3 separate regions of the Sus scrofa genome follow, and all the other regions are linked to region 3. Evidence: chromatin contacts called from public Hi-C and HiChIP or PLAC-seq data. All regions are on one chromosome and are shown on one strand. Each heading gives the region's core, a stretch centred on a gene start, on an enhancer-like site or on the middle of the called end of the contact. The rest is flanking DNA. Distances are from core to core; before and after follow the strand shown.

The links. A called contact is a pair of places that touch in the nucleus more often than the background predicts. HiChIP or PLAC-seq counts read pairs in DNA pulled down with a chosen protein or histone mark.
Region 1: a contact with region 3 is called in a Hi-C map of liver, with 4 times the contacts expected there. The contact joins the promoter of SAMD10 here to the promoter of SLC2A4RG in region 3. A contact is called at or near these places in 1 of 5 promoter capture datasets (liver), 4 of 47 Hi-C or Micro-C datasets (embryonic fibroblasts, heart right ventricle, liver and 1 more) and 1 of 2 datasets of contacts at active chromatin or transcription factors (alveolar macrophages).
Region 2: a contact with region 3 is called in an H3K27ac HiChIP or PLAC-seq map of alveolar macrophages. The contact joins the promoter of RGS19 here to the promoter of SLC2A4RG in region 3. A contact is called at or near these places in 1 of 5 promoter capture datasets (fetal skeletal muscle), 1 of 47 Hi-C or Micro-C datasets (embryonic fibroblasts) and 1 of 2 datasets of contacts at active chromatin or transcription factors (alveolar macrophages).

Annotation. Positions count from the first base shown.
Region 1 is chr17:62,812,543-62,815,242 of Sscrofa11.1, forward strand. It overlaps SAMD10 (sterile alpha motif domain-containing protein 10), which reads right to left and starts at 1,451. Exons shown (of 5, transcript XM_021077668.1): 1 at 1,265-1,451. The coding sequence starts at 1,355.
Region 2 is chr17:62,894,774-62,897,473 of Sscrofa11.1, forward strand. It overlaps RGS19 (regulator of G-protein signaling 19), which reads right to left and starts at 1,376. Exons shown (of 6, transcript XM_021077657.1): 1 at 1,233-1,376.
Region 3 is chr17:62,654,603-62,657,302 of Sscrofa11.1, forward strand. SLC2A4RG (SLC2A4 regulator) reads left to right here and starts at 1,390. Exons shown (of 7, transcript XM_021077469.1): 1 at 1,390-1,620; 2 at 1,910-2,040. The coding sequence starts at 1,510. LIME1 (Lck interacting transmembrane adaptor 1) reads left to right here. Exons shown (of 5, transcript NM_001244490.1): 4 at 1-177; 5 at 263-651. The coding sequence ends at 484.

The sequences.
Region 1 (2,700 bases), core at 201-2,700, 160 kb after region 3:
GGGCACGGGCTGCTCAGCACAAGCATGCCAGCTGCAGCCGTGGGCTCAGGGGCTCAGGGGCCGATTTGTGCTTTCCCTTCCTACCCTAGCTTCACCCCACTCATCACGTTTCAGTTTTGCCATCATTTCTGTGCTGGTGCTGACATGAGTCAGCGGAGGGCAGACCCTTGGATGGGGCCCTCCCTTGGCATGGCTCCAGGTAAATGGGAGGTGCCCAGAAACACGGTGGATGAATGAATGGATGGATCAAGATTCTCTGTGACGTCCACACATCAAGAGGGCCCTGGGGAGAGACAGGAAGCAGGACCCAACCTTGCCCCCAAGTTATAGCGGCGCCAGCCCCTGACTCAGCAGGCAGAATCAGGTTCCCAGGCCAGGGCCTTGGACCCACCCCCCGCAGCCGTAGGGAGACCTTCCCTGCTGTGGACACAACCTCTCACCCCTAGGGAGGGGAGGGTTTGGTGATGTGCCCAGGAGGTCTCATTAATGCGGGGAAACCCACGTCTTACTATTTCCCCCCACCCCCCACCCCCACTACCCCCCTTCCTCCCCATTCTTGCAACTTTCTGGTATCAGTGGCCACAGGCGACTCTAAATTTGAGGCCTGGGGTCAGAGAGAGGGTGTGGCCGCTGGAGGTGCCTTGCAGTAACTACTGTGGGGGAAGAAGACTGGCACCTCCCAGGGAACAGGGGCCTGCAGGGGTCCCAGGGCTTTGGGTCGCTGGGCCTCGCAGCGCAGGCCGGCCAGGGGCGGTAGGACTAGTGGGAGGCCTCTGCCACCTGTCCCGGGCCAGTTTGGCCCCGCCCATTTCCTGTCCGCGCCGGGGGGAGGGCTCTTCGTCCGTCCATCGGTGCGTCCCGCCTTCTAGCCCCAATGTCAGATTTCCAGTAGGAAAATGGGGAGGGGGCGCCTGAGTCCCGCTGTGGTCTCGGCCACCCCTCGGCCCCACTGCTGGGGCTGGGGAAGGTTTTCTCCGCGCAAAGGAGAAGGTGATCAAAGGGGTGCTACTCGCCTGGGGACAGGAGCCCGAGCGGGTCACCTCTCCCAAACCAAGGCGCGCTGATTCCCAAGGCCTGACTGCCCGCCCCCACCCCACCCCCGCCCCGGCACAGGACAAAGACACCCGAGACCCTGTTCGACCAGGGCGCGCCCCCCACTCCGAGTGCGGCTGCCATTCGGAGTCCGCCAGGACCCGCCCCTGTCCCTCTCGGTCCTCGAGCCCCCAGACCCCGATACTCCCGCGCCCCGGTCCAGCCCGCTCACCGTCCACATCCCGGCGCTCCCCGAAGCCGGCGCGCACAGCCCCGGAGCGGCCTCGCGGGGGGCTCAGCTTGGTCCTCAGCTCCGTGAACATGGGGCCCGCGGGTCCCCCGCCTGTGCACACGCCCCTCGCCGGGCGCAGGGCGGCCCGTGTGGCCGGCGGGGAACGCGCGCCGCCGCCCCGCCCCAACCGGCCCCGCGCCCGAGCCGGTCCCCGCGCCCGGCGAGTCTGCGCGGCGAGGCACCTGCCGCTGAGCCCTGAGAGCCGGGCGCGCTCCGGGAACTCGGAGGTGTGTCGGCGGCGCGCGGATCTGCGTATGCGAACGGTGCCTGCCAGGGCACGGGCCGGCAGTGCGCACCTGGGCGTGCAAGGACAAGGGACTCTGTGCACCGGCAGGAGATCCAGAGGTCTGCAGGAGCATCTGAGTCAGGGACATAAGAGTGCGTGTGTGGAGGGGAGAGGGTAGTGTACCTGCTCCGGGGAGCTTCTGTCCACTGGGGGCCAGGTCAAGGGCCAGACCTAACCCATTCTCCTATGTCAGTTTACTTATTCCTTTATTCACGTCATCTCCAGACCTCTCCAGTGGTCTCCCTGTCCAACGGGCACTCGTTTCCCCAGAGAAGTCAGTTCGACCCTTTCTTATTCCCCACAACACCGCAAACTTCTGGAGGACAGCAGGGTCTCTCCCCTCCCCTCTGGAGACCCAGAATCTGACTCAGCGTCCAGGGCGTGGTGCTGAAAGGGATTCGGCTGGGGGCAAGGAGGAGGGAGAAACTCTGAGAAGGCTGCAGCAGGCAGGAGAGCTATGTTTGCTCCAGGACCCCAGTGAGAAAGGTTAGGGTGGGCTGGGGGCTGCCTGGTCCAGCAGAAGGCTAAACATGTGGCCAGCTTTTTGCTTGCTTTGCCTAGAGCCTGAGGGCTCTCCCCAGGTGAATGTGGGGGCCAGAGGATGTCCCACAGCCACCTCAGCAAACGTGCACATGGACACACAGACATGTATGCCAAGGACGGTCATGCATATTCACCTAAAATATGAGCACAGGTGGCTTGACTTGCACCTGTGCCCACGGACACACGGAATTCACCCACATGCTGTGACCACTCATGCCCGCATACTAACTTGTCCTGGTGCATTTATTTATGCTCATCAATTAGCTCCCTAGGATCTGGGCTCCCACCCTCACCAGAAGCACCTGAATGTTCAGGGTATGGTGGGGGTGGGGGCCTGTACAGGTACCGGCGCTGCCGGATCGGGTCCAGAAATCTGAGCGCGGAGAGCCAGGGAAGCAGTCTGCACCCGGGGACACGCGATCACAACACATACACTCCGCATAAGCTCTACACAACTGGCTGGGTGTGCAGCCCCCGGAGCTGTGTTAGGCCCTGCCCCGGGGCCAGGGCGACTGGGCGGGGGGCAGGGAGGGCGGATCCGGGAGGC
Region 2 (2,700 bases), core at 126-2,625, 240 kb after region 3:
CGCGGAAACCTGGGTTCTTCCGGCCCCCCCCTTTGAGCAATCACTTCCCCAGGCTTTGAGCTGCAGAAAAAGGGGAACCCGGTTGCAACGCCCCCTCCCCCACGCGCGGGGACCGGCCCCAGTCTCTCCGCGGCCCAGGGTCCACGTGGACCCCGGGGCGGGAGTCCTTGGGGTGCTGATCCGGGCGCGGGTTTCCCAGGCTCCCGCCCCGCACGGCCCCGGGGGCCCCGGGCGGGAGGGGCAGGGCCGCGGTCTCGGCGCCGCGCGCGCGCACACTCACCCGCCGCGCTCCCGAGCCGCTCGCGCCGCAGCCGCCGGCCAGCGCGCTCCGAGGTCCGGCCGGATCGTCGGGGAGCGGGCGCAGGGTGCAGTGCGCAGGCGCCTCGGCCGCACTTCCCCAAAGCGCGGGGCCGGGACTTCCTCGCGCGGGGAGGTGCCCGGCCCGGCCCGGCCCGCCCCGCCCGGCGCGCCCCGCCCCGCCCCGCGCTCGGCCGGCTCCGCGCCCCCCCCACAGCCCGGCGCGCGGCGCCCCCCCCCCCGCCCTCCCCGTGGCTGGGGGTGGCCGGGGGAGACGAGGTGCTGATGAGGGGGCCTCCGGCGTAGCTGGGGGTGTGGCCGTGCCCCCAGCTCGGCTCAGCGGAGCGGGTCCAGCTTTGCCGGTGCTGTGGGGCGTCCACGAGACTCCGGGGTCCCCCCAGGCCTCCTGCCCCGCTCGAGGAAGGGAGGGGCCGCCGGAAAGCACTGTCCGGCGGTCACTCCGGCCCGGCCCTCGCCTCTGACACTGGGTGTCCTCACCTGTGAACTGTCACGGGGCTGGAGGGGCCCTTCCCAAGGAAGGGGGTTCCCTGTCGCGGTGCCAGTGGGGACTGGGGGCACCGGTTCTTCTGCTGGGGGGATCCGAGGGGCCTGGCGGAGTCTCTTTCAATCCCTCCAGTTGCCCCAGGAGGTTCTGAAGTTTAAAGCCACACCCTCCCCTTTGCCACGAATGTCTGTCCCTTCTCTTGGGCCAACTCCCCTCCTGTTTTATGACCCCGTACAGCTGGGAGTTAAATTCCTTATCCCAGCATGCTTCAGGCTGGTGTCTGGGTGGCCCTGACCCCACTCTGGAAGTGGTCTGCAGACGGTCCGAGGCCAGGGGGACTCCGACCGAGTGCAGCTCCTGTCCCACTGCAGGCCCTCAGCCTGGCGCCCGGGGGCCCTGAGCAAACGCTGCGTTCCAGTTGCACGTTTACCTGCTCACGTTTTTCAGAGCACTTGGGGGTCTAAAGGGAAGCCCGATGTGCTGCTGATCCATCCGTCAAGTCTCTGGGTGCCCCCTTCGTGTCAGGCGGTGGGACCTGGTGGTGAGCAGGACAGACCAGCCCTGGAGTAGACAAGAAGTGGACTCGCAGACTGGGTGAGAGGTAAGGAGGGCTAAGGAGAGCCATAGCACAGGAGAGAGCTGCAGGAGTCCTGCATCCTGCTCAACAGAGGACGGAGCTGGAGCCCGAAGTACAGCAGGGCAGGGGCCTGGGAGGCCCAAAGCCCAGCTGCAGGAGAGTGCGGGGCCGGGGTCCTGGAGGCTGGGTGCCTCTTGAGGCTGTGAGCCTGGCTGATGGGACCAGGGAACCGCCTGGCTGCCACACTGACTGGCTGGCCAGGGCAGAGGCCAGAAGCCTGCCCAGAGGGGAGGTGGCTGCTTTTCTTTTTTTTGGTCTTTTTAGGGCGGCGCCTTCGGCATATGCAAGTTCCCAGGCTAGGGGTCGAATCAGAGCTGCAGCTGCTGGCTGACACCACAGCCACAGCAACTCCAGATCTGAGCTTTGTCTTCGACGTGCACCAGAGCTGACAGCAACCCACTGAGTGAGGCCAGGGATCGAACCTGTGTCCTCATGGATACTAGTCGGGTTCATTACCGCTGAGCCACAACCGGAACTCCTGAGGTGGCTGCTTCTTCTTTTTTCTTTTCTTTTCTTTCTTTTTTCTTTTTTTGTCTTTTTGCCTTTTCTAGGGCCGCTCCTGCGGCATATGGAGGTTCCTAGGCTAGGGGACGAATCGGAGCTGTAGCTGACAGCCTATGCCAGAGCCACAGCAACGTGGGATCCGAGTGCATCTGTGACCTACACTACAGCTCATAGCAATGCCAGATCCTTAATCCACTGAGCAAGGCCAGGGATCAAACCCACAACTCATGGTTCCCAGCCAGATTCCTTTCTGCTATGTCACAAAGGGAACTCCTGTGGCTGCTTCTTATTCAGCCTGGATAACAGTCCTGGGCAGTAGGACTACGATGTCAGGCCAGCGCTAAGTCAAGGTCACATAGCTATGCTGATTCTGCGGCGAAGGTGCCCCATGTGGCATCGCCACCCGCCTCCTGAGACCCGTGGGGCAGCTGGACGTGGGTGGGGTCAGCACACTCCTCTAGCATCTTGGGCCCCTCCTTGCACCCCCCTGCCCGCCCCCCTCCTTCCCAGTCCTCCCTACACTGTCCTTCCTCTGGCTGCTCTCCCATGTCTGCTGGCCACTTGGGTCTCTCCATCCCCCAGCCTCGGCCCCTCTGGGTCCTCTGTGCTCCCTCTGGAGAGTCTGCCGTATTCCGAGAGAAGAACCAAGTGGGCCCGGCAGGGGCTCATTCAAGGCTCTGCAGCAGGTACTGCTGGAGATGGCCTTCGGACCCAGGTTTGGGCGTGAGCTCCCCGCCCTGAGGATCTGCCCGATCCC
Region 3 (2,700 bases), core at 140-2,639:
AGAGCCAGGCTGGCATTCGGCTCTGGGGTGTGGGTAGGGGCACACAGCTGTGCCAGGCTGGGGCCTGAGGCCAGACCGGTGGCGTCTGAGTATGCCTGCATCCAGAAGCTCAAGGGGACAGGCCAGGTCCCCCAGGGCCTGGGGCAGGGGCGTGCTGAGGTCATCCCAGCCAATCAGGTAAAGTGAAGGGGGTGGTGGTGGGGGGAGGATGTCTGGCAGAGTGGCTGGTCTGACCCTTCCCTGGTGGGCTTCCTCTCTCCAGGTGGACAGCCTGTACTCCAAGGTCAGCAAGCCTAAAAGGAGGGACCCCGGACCTGCCTCAGACCAGCCAGACCCCAAGGGTGGGGGCACAGTTTTAGCTCTGGGGGGTGACCTGGCCTATGACGCCCTCCCACCGAAGAGCGTGGGTGTGAACGGGAGCTTCCTGGAAAACGTGTATGAGAGCATCCAGGAGATGGGGGGCCCTGGAGCCTCCAAGCTCTAGCTCTTGGCAGGAGGGGCCATAGGCCGGGCATGGAGACCCCCTGCTTCCTGTCTAATCCTGCCGGGGGAGCCTCCCTCGCCGGCTCCATGAACTCCCTGCCTCCAGAGCGGGGTGCACCCCCGACTTCTCCTACACACACAGCGGCCGGCACGGGTTCCAGAGAGCAGGGCTGCCAGCCTGGTCCTGGCTGCCACAGCCTTTCCAGGGCAGCGTCTCAATAAACCCCCCCGGCTCCCGGAGCCGGAGCCGCAACACCGCCGAGCCTCGGCTGGCTCTTCTTGAAAGCCTGGGGGCTGGGGGCGTGTCTGGAAGGAGTGAACACCACCCGCTTGGGAACGGCTCCCTCCCGCGGAGCCGGCCCGGTGGCTGGGCCCCGTCAGCTCGGGCTGCCGGCTAGTCGGGCTCAGAAGACCGAGTGGGCAGGGAGGCAAGTCCTGAGGGGCGAGTCCCCACGCTGAGTGGGCCCTCGGGCGGTGAGCTGGCCCGCACGGTGGCCGCCCTAGGGGGGGACCTGGACCCTGAACGCCAGCGAGGGCTCCGCCACCCAGCCCTGGAGTTACATAAGGGGTGAGGGAGGTGGGCAGTCGTGCGTTAAAGAATAACCTGCTCCCGGGAAGCCCGCCAAGTAGGCACGGCCCCCTCCCGGATCCGGCAGCTCGCGCAGGAGCACCCGGAGAGGAAGGCGGCCCGCGCGGGCGACAGGGGAGCGCGGGCAGCGGGAGACGGGCCCCCTCCCGGGCCGGCGCGGGAGCAGCCTGCGCGGGAGCGGCGGGCCTGGGGCGGGGCGGGCCTGGGGCGGGGCCGCGGGGCGGGCCAATGGGCGCGCGGCGGGGCCGGCCGGGGGCGGGGCCTCAGGCCGCGCAGAGGGGGCGGGGCCGGCCGGCAGCCTCCGGGCGGCGCGGCGCGGGCGGTGGCCGATCCAGGGCGGGGGTCGGCGGCCCGGCCAGCCCGGCCCGGCCCGGCCCGGGGCCGCGTCCCAAGCGTCCGCCCTCGCCGCTGCAGGCTCGGTGCCCGGCCGGCCGGCCATGGAGGCCACGCGCCCCCCGGCGCCCGGTCCTGGCTACGGGCGCCCCTCGCTCCGCGCCGCCGGCCGGGACCCTACGGCCGCACCCGTGTCGGTGCCCGCGCCGCCGCAGGTACCGGGCCGGGACACCGACAAAGTTCCCGCTACGAAGATGGCGTCGGGCTGCACGAACTTTGGGCCCCGGGGCGGGGCGGGCGGGGGCGGCGCATCGCCGCGCGTGTCCGTGGGTCCGGCGCGGCTGGGCCGGCGCCCGGAGCGCTTCCCGCCGCGGCGGCCGGGGGCGGGGCCGGGGGCGGGGCCGCACCGGCCGCCGCCGGTTTGGGGGCGGGCACCAGCGGGTCGGGGTGGGGGCGGGGGCGGGGACCGGGCCGCTGCTCCCGCTGAGCCGGCCGCGTCCGCAGGGCCCCGCCTCGGAGTTCGCGCTGCCGCAGGAGCCGAAGCCGCGGGCCGCGGACCTCGGGGCCCCGGGGGCGGGAGCGGGGACGGCGGGGCCCCCGGCGCCGTCGGCGCACATCCCGGTGCCAGCGCATAGGTGAGCCGGGGCCGCGAGCCAGGCCGAGGTGGGCGTGTGCACACGTGCGCCTGTGTGTGCAGAGGTGGTGGGTGGGACCCGGGCTGGAGCCTTCCGGACCCTAGCCCTGCAGGCGGCCTGGTGGAGGGCAGGTCAGGGTCCTGAAGTGGGTTTCCGTCCCCACCTTCCTGCTCTCCCGCCCTGCAGGAGTTGAGCAGAAATGACACTGTGTTAGTAACCCTTGTTCCCCCCGCACCCTGGGGGCCAGAGCGCAGAACTGGGAGGGGGCGGCTGTCAGTCTGTGCAGAAGACCCATCCGCTCAGCCTGTGTGGAATCAACTGTCCAGCAATCCCCCAGCCTCTGATGGCCAGCTCCCCGGCCCTGCTTGCAGGGAAACCTTCCCAGGAGCCTGACACCCCACGGTGGCTGTGAAAGCAGGGGTGGGCTCTGGCACGGCCCGCTGGGGCCTGGGGGCCCACTTATGCCTGGAGCCCAGTCTCCCCTGGCTGCTGCTGACTGCCGGCTGCTCCCGCCCTCCCAGGCCTGGCGCTAGGCCCACAGCTGCTGTTGCACAACCCTGGTTAATGTGTGACTGGGGGGAGGGCTGGGGCTAGCCGGGCCTGGCCCCACGGGTGGGGCCTCCCTCAGACCCCTGTCCAGCACCAGGGTCTGAAGAAGCC